Regions from separate parts of the Sus scrofa genome. Here region 2 is linked to region 1. A link is a contact called in public Hi-C data. All regions are on one chromosome and are shown on one strand. The core of a region is the stretch at or near the end of the contact, and the rest is flanking DNA. Distances in the headings are between cores, read along the strand shown.

What was found. Hi-C and Micro-C count contacts between places; a contact is called where the count stands out from the background.
Region 2: a Hi-C map of epiblast stem cells shows a contact between it and region 1, with 1.5 times the contacts expected there. The contact joins two enhancer-like sites. A contact is called at or near these places in 3 of 47 Hi-C or Micro-C datasets (embryonic fibroblasts, epiblast stem cells and heart right ventricle).

What each region holds. Positions count from the first base shown.
Region 1 is chr16:63,600,854-63,604,815 of Sscrofa11.1, forward strand. It overlaps ADRA1B (alpha-1B adrenergic receptor), which reads right to left. Exons shown (of 8, transcript XM_021076921.1): 7 at 790-1,931. The coding sequence starts at 1,738. Among named protein-coding and RNA genes, the nearest start is that of TTC1, 87 kb to the left of the region's middle. Within about 2 kb of position 2,163, at least 26 of the 83 cell types and tissues checked have an H3K27ac peak or open chromatin away from gene starts, as enhancers often do.
Region 2 is chr16:63,970,459-63,974,420 of Sscrofa11.1, forward strand. All of the region lies in intron 1 of ADRA1B (alpha-1B adrenergic receptor), which reads right to left. Among named protein-coding and RNA genes, the nearest start is that of ADRA1B, 38 kb to the right of the region's middle. Within about 2 kb of position 2,278, at least 2 of the 83 cell types and tissues checked have an H3K27ac peak or open chromatin away from gene starts, as enhancers often do.

The DNA of each region.
Region 1 (3,962 bases), core at 913-3,412:
AGGGCTCAGTTTCATACTAGCAGGTTTTGGTGTCTGGCAGCCAAATGTGAGAGGCAACTATAACGCTAGGCATTCCATAAATCACCAGAGTTAGGTAAATTTTTGGGAGAAAACTGAGAATATGTGACCTCCTGGCTATCTTCCTTCTCTTTCAAATCTTAAGCTTTAGAGAAAGGCTGGTTGGGGCTGTGAGGCTGCAAAATGCTCTCATTAACTCCCAGTGAAGGGAGAGCATGGAGGTGATAGCAAGTGGCGAAGGGAGGAGGGGAAGAACGTAGCCTCTGCAAAGCTCTTGAGGAGCTTGGGTCTCTGCAAGAGCCCTGAAGATGCTGAATGAAAAACTGCCTTTCTGTGTACGAGCTGCCTCCCCGCTTCCCAAACGCCGTGTCTGCGGCAACTACAAACTATTTTGTATGCTGCATTAGTGATGCTGCCTTAGCTGGCACATCATTACTACTGAAATGATGCTAGTGTGATGTTCAAATCCAGTGTCCTTTTTAATTATTAAACTGAAGCTGTTGAATGAGTCATTCCACATACCAGATTTTCCTCCTGTGGTTCTATTTCAAGTGACTCGTACCATACTTAGCACGTTCCACTAACACCTGAGTTGGTTCTTAGCCAGCTACCTAATCTGCAAAGCCTTTGCAGAACAAGCAACAGTCCCCAGCCTCCAAACACACACAGGCTGCATGAAAAACCAAATCCCACAAAAACTTTCTAGTGAGCTCATCAATCAACCCAAGATCTGAAAATGCCCAATTCCCTTCCGCCAAGGCTCCAACTTACCAAGTGGGAGAGCGATGAAGAAGGGTAGCCAGCACAAGATGAACATCCCGACCACAATGCCCAAGGTCTTGGCCGCCTTCTTTTCCCGGGAAAACTTAAAAAGTTTGACAGCTATGGAACTCCTAGGGTTGTGGCCTTTGGCCTTCGTACTGCTGAGGGTGTCCTCGTGAAAGTTCTTGGAGTGGATCCTCAAGGTCAGCTCCTTAGAGTTGGACATCTCCTTCATGACGCCAGCCTCCAGGTTCTTGGTGGTCCTCTTGGCCACGATGTAGACACGGCAGTACATGACCAGAATGACCGCCAGAGGGATGTAGAAGGAGCCCAGGGAGGAGAAGAGGGCATAGAAGGGTTCTTCAGTGACCCCACACTCCTTGTCATCGTTCGGTGCCGGCTCCTTCCACCCAAGAAGAGGCCCAATGGAGATGACTGTAGACAAGACCCAGACACTGAGGAGCGCCAAGATGGCCTTCCTTCTGGTGACCAGAGTGGGGTATTGCAGAGAGTAGCGCACCCCAATGTAGCGGTCGATGGAGATGGCGCATAGGCTCAGGATGGAGGCTGTACAGCACAGGACGTCCACTGCCGCCCAGATGTCACAGAAGATTCGGCCCAGCACCCAGTAGCCCAGCACCTCCAGGGCCGCTGAGAAGGGCAGCACAGTGAAGCTTAGCAGCAGGTCGGCAATGGCCAGGTTGACGATGAAGTAGTTGGTGGGCGTCCGCAGGTGACGGTTGCAGGCCACAGACAAGATGACCAGGATGTTGCCCACGATGGCAAAGAGGATGAAGGCACCCAGCACCAGGCCCACGGAGATGGCCCTGGTGATGTCCAGCTGGGGCAGTGTGGAGTTGCTCGAGGTCTGGTTGGGGCCAGTGAAGTTGGCATTTTTCAACTCTCCCCAGTGGGCAGGTGCTGATGTGTTGTGGCCGGTGTCCAGATCGGGATTCATTTTAGAGTCCGCCCTCCATAGCCAGGGGGGTGACAGGGCTCGGAAGGGCTGCGGCGAAGGCTCCTCAGCTGCCCTGAAACTTTGCTTCCCCCGTGGTCTTCTTCCCAGAGGCGCCCTCCTGACGAGAAGTCATCTCCCCCGGGCAGGCCAGCCCGGCAGCACGTCTCCTGCCTGCACCAAGCCGCTCGTTCGCCTGTCAGAGGGAGGAGGAGGAGAGAGGGGACGAGGCGGCAGCTCTAAGTTTAATGGTCCACGTCAGGCGCGCCGGGCCGGGCTCGCGGGGAGCGGCGGGGAGGAGCGGGCAGCCGGGCAGGGGGCGCCCGGCTCTGCCCGGCCCGTGGCGGGTCTGCGGACAGCTGCGCCTCCGCCCAGCCAGCGCCGAGGAGGGTCTGCTTTCAATGAGCCGCCTCTGGGCTGACTGCACGGCGGTGACATCAGGCGGGGGAGCCCGGCGCCCTGACTCCGCGCGGCACTAGGGGGCAATGCGGGTCCAGCGAAGGCGCCCGCAGCCTCGACGCCGCCGCCACCGGGCTCAGCCTGGAGGCCCGCTGCGCCCCCGCCGCCCCCAGGGTAAGCCGGTGGGGGGAGGGGAAGAGGCGGTGGGAGGGGTGGGGAGGAGGAGTGACCCGGGCGCGGGGATCCCCCTGTCCCCCACCCAGAGGTGGCCCACTGGGACTCTTTTCACTCCTATGCAGGCTGCAGTTTCAAAAGTAGGGTGGCGGTGCTTTCCTTTAAATGAACGGCGCCTGGAGTCAGCACCCAGATATAGGGGCCTATGCAACTTGTGTGGCAGCTAAAAGATGAAGAATTCCAAGGTTAGGCAGGTGAGAGGGACTTGAGTCAGATCCGAGACCAGCCCCCATCCTTGCGAAACCTCTCTGGTCTCATAATTAAAACTCAGAATCTTCTTGTCATTCGTTCATTCACTCACTCAGACACTCATTCATTCATTCAACACAGTGTTAACTGGGTGCCTGCTGTCTGCCCTGGGGTCTGTTCTAGGGGCTGTGGGTAGAGCCACTGAATCAGGTAGACAGAGATCCCTGCCCTGGGGGAACTTATATTCCAGTGGGAGGAAACAAACCTTAAAGTAAACAGATTCCTTTGCTGACAGGTGTAACAGAAAATAAAGCAAGGATGGGGTGACAGGATGGTGTGTGGGGGCATGTGAAATTTTATACAAGTGTTTGGGATGCCACTGAAGTGATGTTTGAGTCAAGACCTCAAAGAAATGAAGGACAAACTGTGAGCTATCTGGGGGTGGGACGGGGTGGGGGTGGGATAAGAGACCTCGGGCTTGTGGGGAAGAGAGTTGGGTGATTTGGATTATTTGTTGATTTTTTTTCCCCTTTCTGCCTGATATCCATATTGGACATTCAGCTATAGGGACACCACCTCCCCAAGGTGGCCGAATGGTACTTAGAAGAGTAGGTATGGCAAAAGATGCTGGGGGAGAGCCTTATGTTAGTTAACATTTATCCAACTGTTGTCATGCCCCCATCCCAGAAAGCATGCTAAGTACTTCTCGCATTTTTTTTCCCCATTACCCACGGAAAGAAGGACTATTCTTATAATCATTTTCATTTATGGGGACACCAAGATAGAGCGAAGTTTAATTCTTTGCCTAAATCCATATGACCATCAAGGAGAGAATTTCCAACTACAGGTCTATCCAAAGTTGAGCACTTAGCTGCGGTGTCACACTTTTCCCCCGGAAGCAAGGTTGTGGGTAAATTCCCACCCCCAGCTTTACTGAGATATAACTGACATATAACATTGTGTGAGCTTAAGGCATACAATGTGTTGATTTGAGAGACTTATATATTGCAAAATAATTACCCTTATAGTGTTAGCCAATACCCTCATCAAGTCACATAAATACCACTTCTCTTTGTGGTGGGAACATTTAAGATCTATACTTTTTATCAACTTTCATGTATATAATACACTATTATATGTACAATCACATAGTGTACATTAGAGCCCCAGAACTTATTCATCTTATAACTGGAAGTTTGTACCCTCTGACAAACATCTCCCCACTCCACGCCCTCTCCCCAACCCCTGGTGACCACACCTTAACTCTGTTTCTATGAATTTTTTGTTTTTTAGATTTCACATATAAGTGATATCATATAGTATTTGTCTTTGTCTAATTTATTTTACATATTGTCATGCCCTAAAGTCTCCTCTATCTTGTTGCAAATGGCAGGAGTTATTTCTT
Region 2 (3,962 bases), core at 1,028-3,527, 370 kb after region 1:
TACATGTAAGGATAACCTGACCCCCTTGCTGTATAGTGGGAAAATAAAAAAAAAAATATTAAAAAAAAATGCAAGGATGCTCAATCCCTTATCCTAAATGGCATAGTACTTGCATATTACCTAGACACAGCCTCCTGTATAATTTAAATTATCTCTAAATTACTTATAATACCTAGTACAATGTAAATGCTATGTAAATAGTTGTCAATACAGTGTAAGTGCTATGTAAATTCAAGTTTTGCCTGCTGGAACTTTCTGGAATTTTTTTCCAAATATTTTTGATCTGCATTTGGGTTTGAATTTGAGGATTGAGAACCTGTGGATATGGAAAGTGACCATACTTAGGGTTTTCTCTGTGCCTACATGACATGTATCAGTGAATGTTCACAACCACCCAGGGAGCTACGCAGTGTCCTCCTCCTTCTCATCATCATTATCATCATCTCCCCTTTATAGAAGAAGAGACAAGCTTCAAAAAACTAAGTAGCATGTCCAATGTTACACAGATAGTAAGTAACTGGCATTTTAATACTAGCAACTAGCTCCCAAATCTGCACCCTTAAAACAACAGTGTAAATCATTTGCCCTGTGTGGTCTGGAAGGTAGCTGTGAAGATCAAGGAGTCATGAATGTCTTTGTTTAAAAACAAAAAGCAAACAAAATGACAAGACCTTACACCAAGGTAAGAGACTGCCAGGATGAGCATCTCTGCTCTCCTGCCATGAAACCCAGACCCTTTCAGGTTCACCCCAACTTTATTCCAATTGTCCAAGCTGCGACCTCAGAAGAATTTTGTTGTTGTTGTTGTTGTTGTCTTTTTGCCATTTTTCTTAGGCCGCTCCCACGGCATATGGAGGTTCCCAGGCTAGGGGTCTAATCGGAGCTGTAGCCACCAGCCTACGCCAGAGTCACAGCAACACAGGATCCGAGCCGAGTCTGCAACCTACACCACAGCTCATGGCAACGCCACATCCTTAACCCACTGAGCAAGGCCAGGGATGGAACCCGCAACTTCAGGGTTCTTAGTTGGATTCGTTAACCACTGAGCCACAACGGGAACTCCAGAAGAAATTTTTTTTAAGCAGGGGGCTTCCCCTGAGACCAGGGGCTTATGGGCCCACAGAAAGTGCAAAGTATTACAAGCGTGTTCACATGTGCATTTTCCTTGAGGATGCTATCCAAAATATTTACAAACTTCTGGGCATAGAAACATTCTCACTAAATTCTGATTCAATTAAGTTGATTCAGGACAGGAAAGGAATGGGAATTCAGGAGAAATTTTTAAAATTTTCTCCTGAAATCACCTGCTCACTAAATACTACAAGTGGGCCTATAATGTGTGAACCCAGAGTTCTAGCCACAATGGGGCAAATTACTCCTTTTTTATGCACTTTCAAAAAAACTGCCTTACTTCTCTATATAAATTTGCATATTAAGGAGTTATGTAACCTTGCAGAGAAAAAGTGTCTAAAACACATTACACTCTGAACTGTCTAAATCCTTCAGATACTCTACAGTCTATGCCGCTATATATTAAGACTGCTTTAGCAGAGCTGCAATCAGTACATACACTCCCCTCTTCACAGGGTATTTCACTCAAACATTTTCCTGCACTGGCCCAGCCCATACACTTGTGATTTTAATAATGATAGTACTCCATTCTATTAACATGTCTTGAATGAATTTAAATTTTTAAAAGAAACTCTCAATTTTAGATTCTCAACTCTTTGACTTTCACTTTCAATTTAAAAAAAAAATGATACAGAAAATGATAAAAATGGATAATGTAAAGATTTCAGAGCATGGGCTTTGTAATTCAACAGACCTGTACTGGAACTCCATTTCTGTCTCTTATAAGCTATGTGACCTTGAAGAGTCACTTAAACTCTCTGAGCCCCAGTCTCCTCGTAAAATAGGGATAACAGCAGTATCTCCCTCTACAAACTGTTGCAATATTAAGCTAATTAATATGCTTAAAGTGCTTTGCAGAGTGCCTGCTACCTGCTAAAAGTTTGGTAAGTGTTGTCTATAGACTTAATAGTCAGAAAATAGGGAATAGGACCCACTAAGAGCATTTTCTTTAAGAAGGGTAAAGACATATTTTTCCAAGGTCATAAGGAAAGGAAATCTGGGAAATAGGTAGAGATCAATTGGTCACATGTTGGTATTGATTTACTGGCCAATTCCAAGTTTGGGTGTCTGAAACGAACATATTCAGTACTAAAATAAGGACGGCAACTTGGGGCTGGTGAGCATGAATAAATATAGCCAGAGAATAAATATACCCTGCGTGTCCCTGGCACGGTGCATCTGTTCAGTCTCACTGTTCCCCACCTCCCTACAAAGCAAATCCTTCCAAGTCAACTCAGCCCTCCACTATCAAGGAGGCTTTTCTGACACCTCCCCTGACTGAATGTTAGAATATGCAAGCTAGACAGAACCATGGTGATTGTCTTGTCCAACTTTACAGATCAGAAAATGAGAAGCTCAGGCAAGGGAAATGAATTTCCCAAGGTTGCATAATTTCTGAAGGGCAGAATTTGTATAGAATTCTATCCCTTCTAACTATCAGCCTAGGGATTTTTGATTCAGTCATTTGTGTTCCACCTTCATGATTTTATTTTCCTGTGGACATCCTATATTTCATTTACTTAATTTTGGATTATCTCTTTCTTTTTTTGCTAAAAATATACATAAAAGGAAACTTTATATGTACTATTAATGGAGAAAACAGTATTACTTAAAAAATAGTCATAAAACTCAATTGCAGAACAATTACATTGAATCCCAGCTAAAATATACAATATTTTATTAAAGGATTATAGCCCAGGGTAAAGGCTCTTCTTTACAAAAAAAAAAAAAAAAAAAAAAAGGAAATTAACATTGGTTCAAGTGGAGCTGAACAAGGACCATCAAACCAGGATTCTATCAAATGAAAACTCATCAAACTTTCCTCTTTGAGAATGGAGAAACAGTGAAAAGGGAATAACCATACTGCTTGGTAATGAGGACTGTGAATTTGGGAAATGCCATCCTGCTCCAGACTACTTTGTTTTACTTTCAGGTATCCCCTTATGCCATCTTTCACCTCATCACTCACTCACTCTGGAACAGTCCCTGGAGGACTTTTTTGTTGTTGTTGTTATTTCCCCAACACAATTTTTCCCCCCACTGTACAGCATGGGGACCCAGTTACACATACATCTTACATACTTTTTTCTCCCATTGTCATGCTTCGTTGTAAGTATCTAGACATAGTTCTCAGTGCTACACAGCAGGATCTCATCGTTAATCCATTCCAAAAGCAATAGTTTACATCTGTTAACCCCAAGCTCCCAATCCATCCCACTCCCTCCCCCTCCCCCTGGGGCAACCACAAGTCTATTCTCTAAGTCCATAATTCTCTTTTCTGTGGAAAAATTCATTTATGCTGTATATTAGATACTAGATATGAGTGATATCATATGGTATTTGTCTTTCTCCGGCTTATTTCACTCAGGATGACAGTTTCTAGTTCCATCCATGTTGCTGCAAATGGCATTATTTCATTCTTTTTTATGGCTTAGTAGTATTCCACTGTGTATATATACCACCTCTTCCTAATCCAATTATCCGTCAATGGACATTTGGGTTGTTTCCATGTCTTGGCTATTGCGAATAGAGCTGCAATGAACATGCGGGTGCATGTGTTTTTTTAAGGAAAATTTTGTCTGGATATATGCCCAAGAGTGGGATTGCAGGGTCATATGGTAGTTCTATGTATAGTTTTCTAAGGTACCTCCACACTGTTCTCCATAGTAGTTGTACCAGCTTACATTCCCACCAACAGTGAAGGAGGGTTCCCTTTTCTCCACACCCCTTCCAGCACTTGTTATTTGTGGACTTATTAATGATGGCCATTCTGACTGGTGTGAGGTGGTATCTCGTGGTAGTTTTGATTTGCATTTCTCTAATAATTAAGG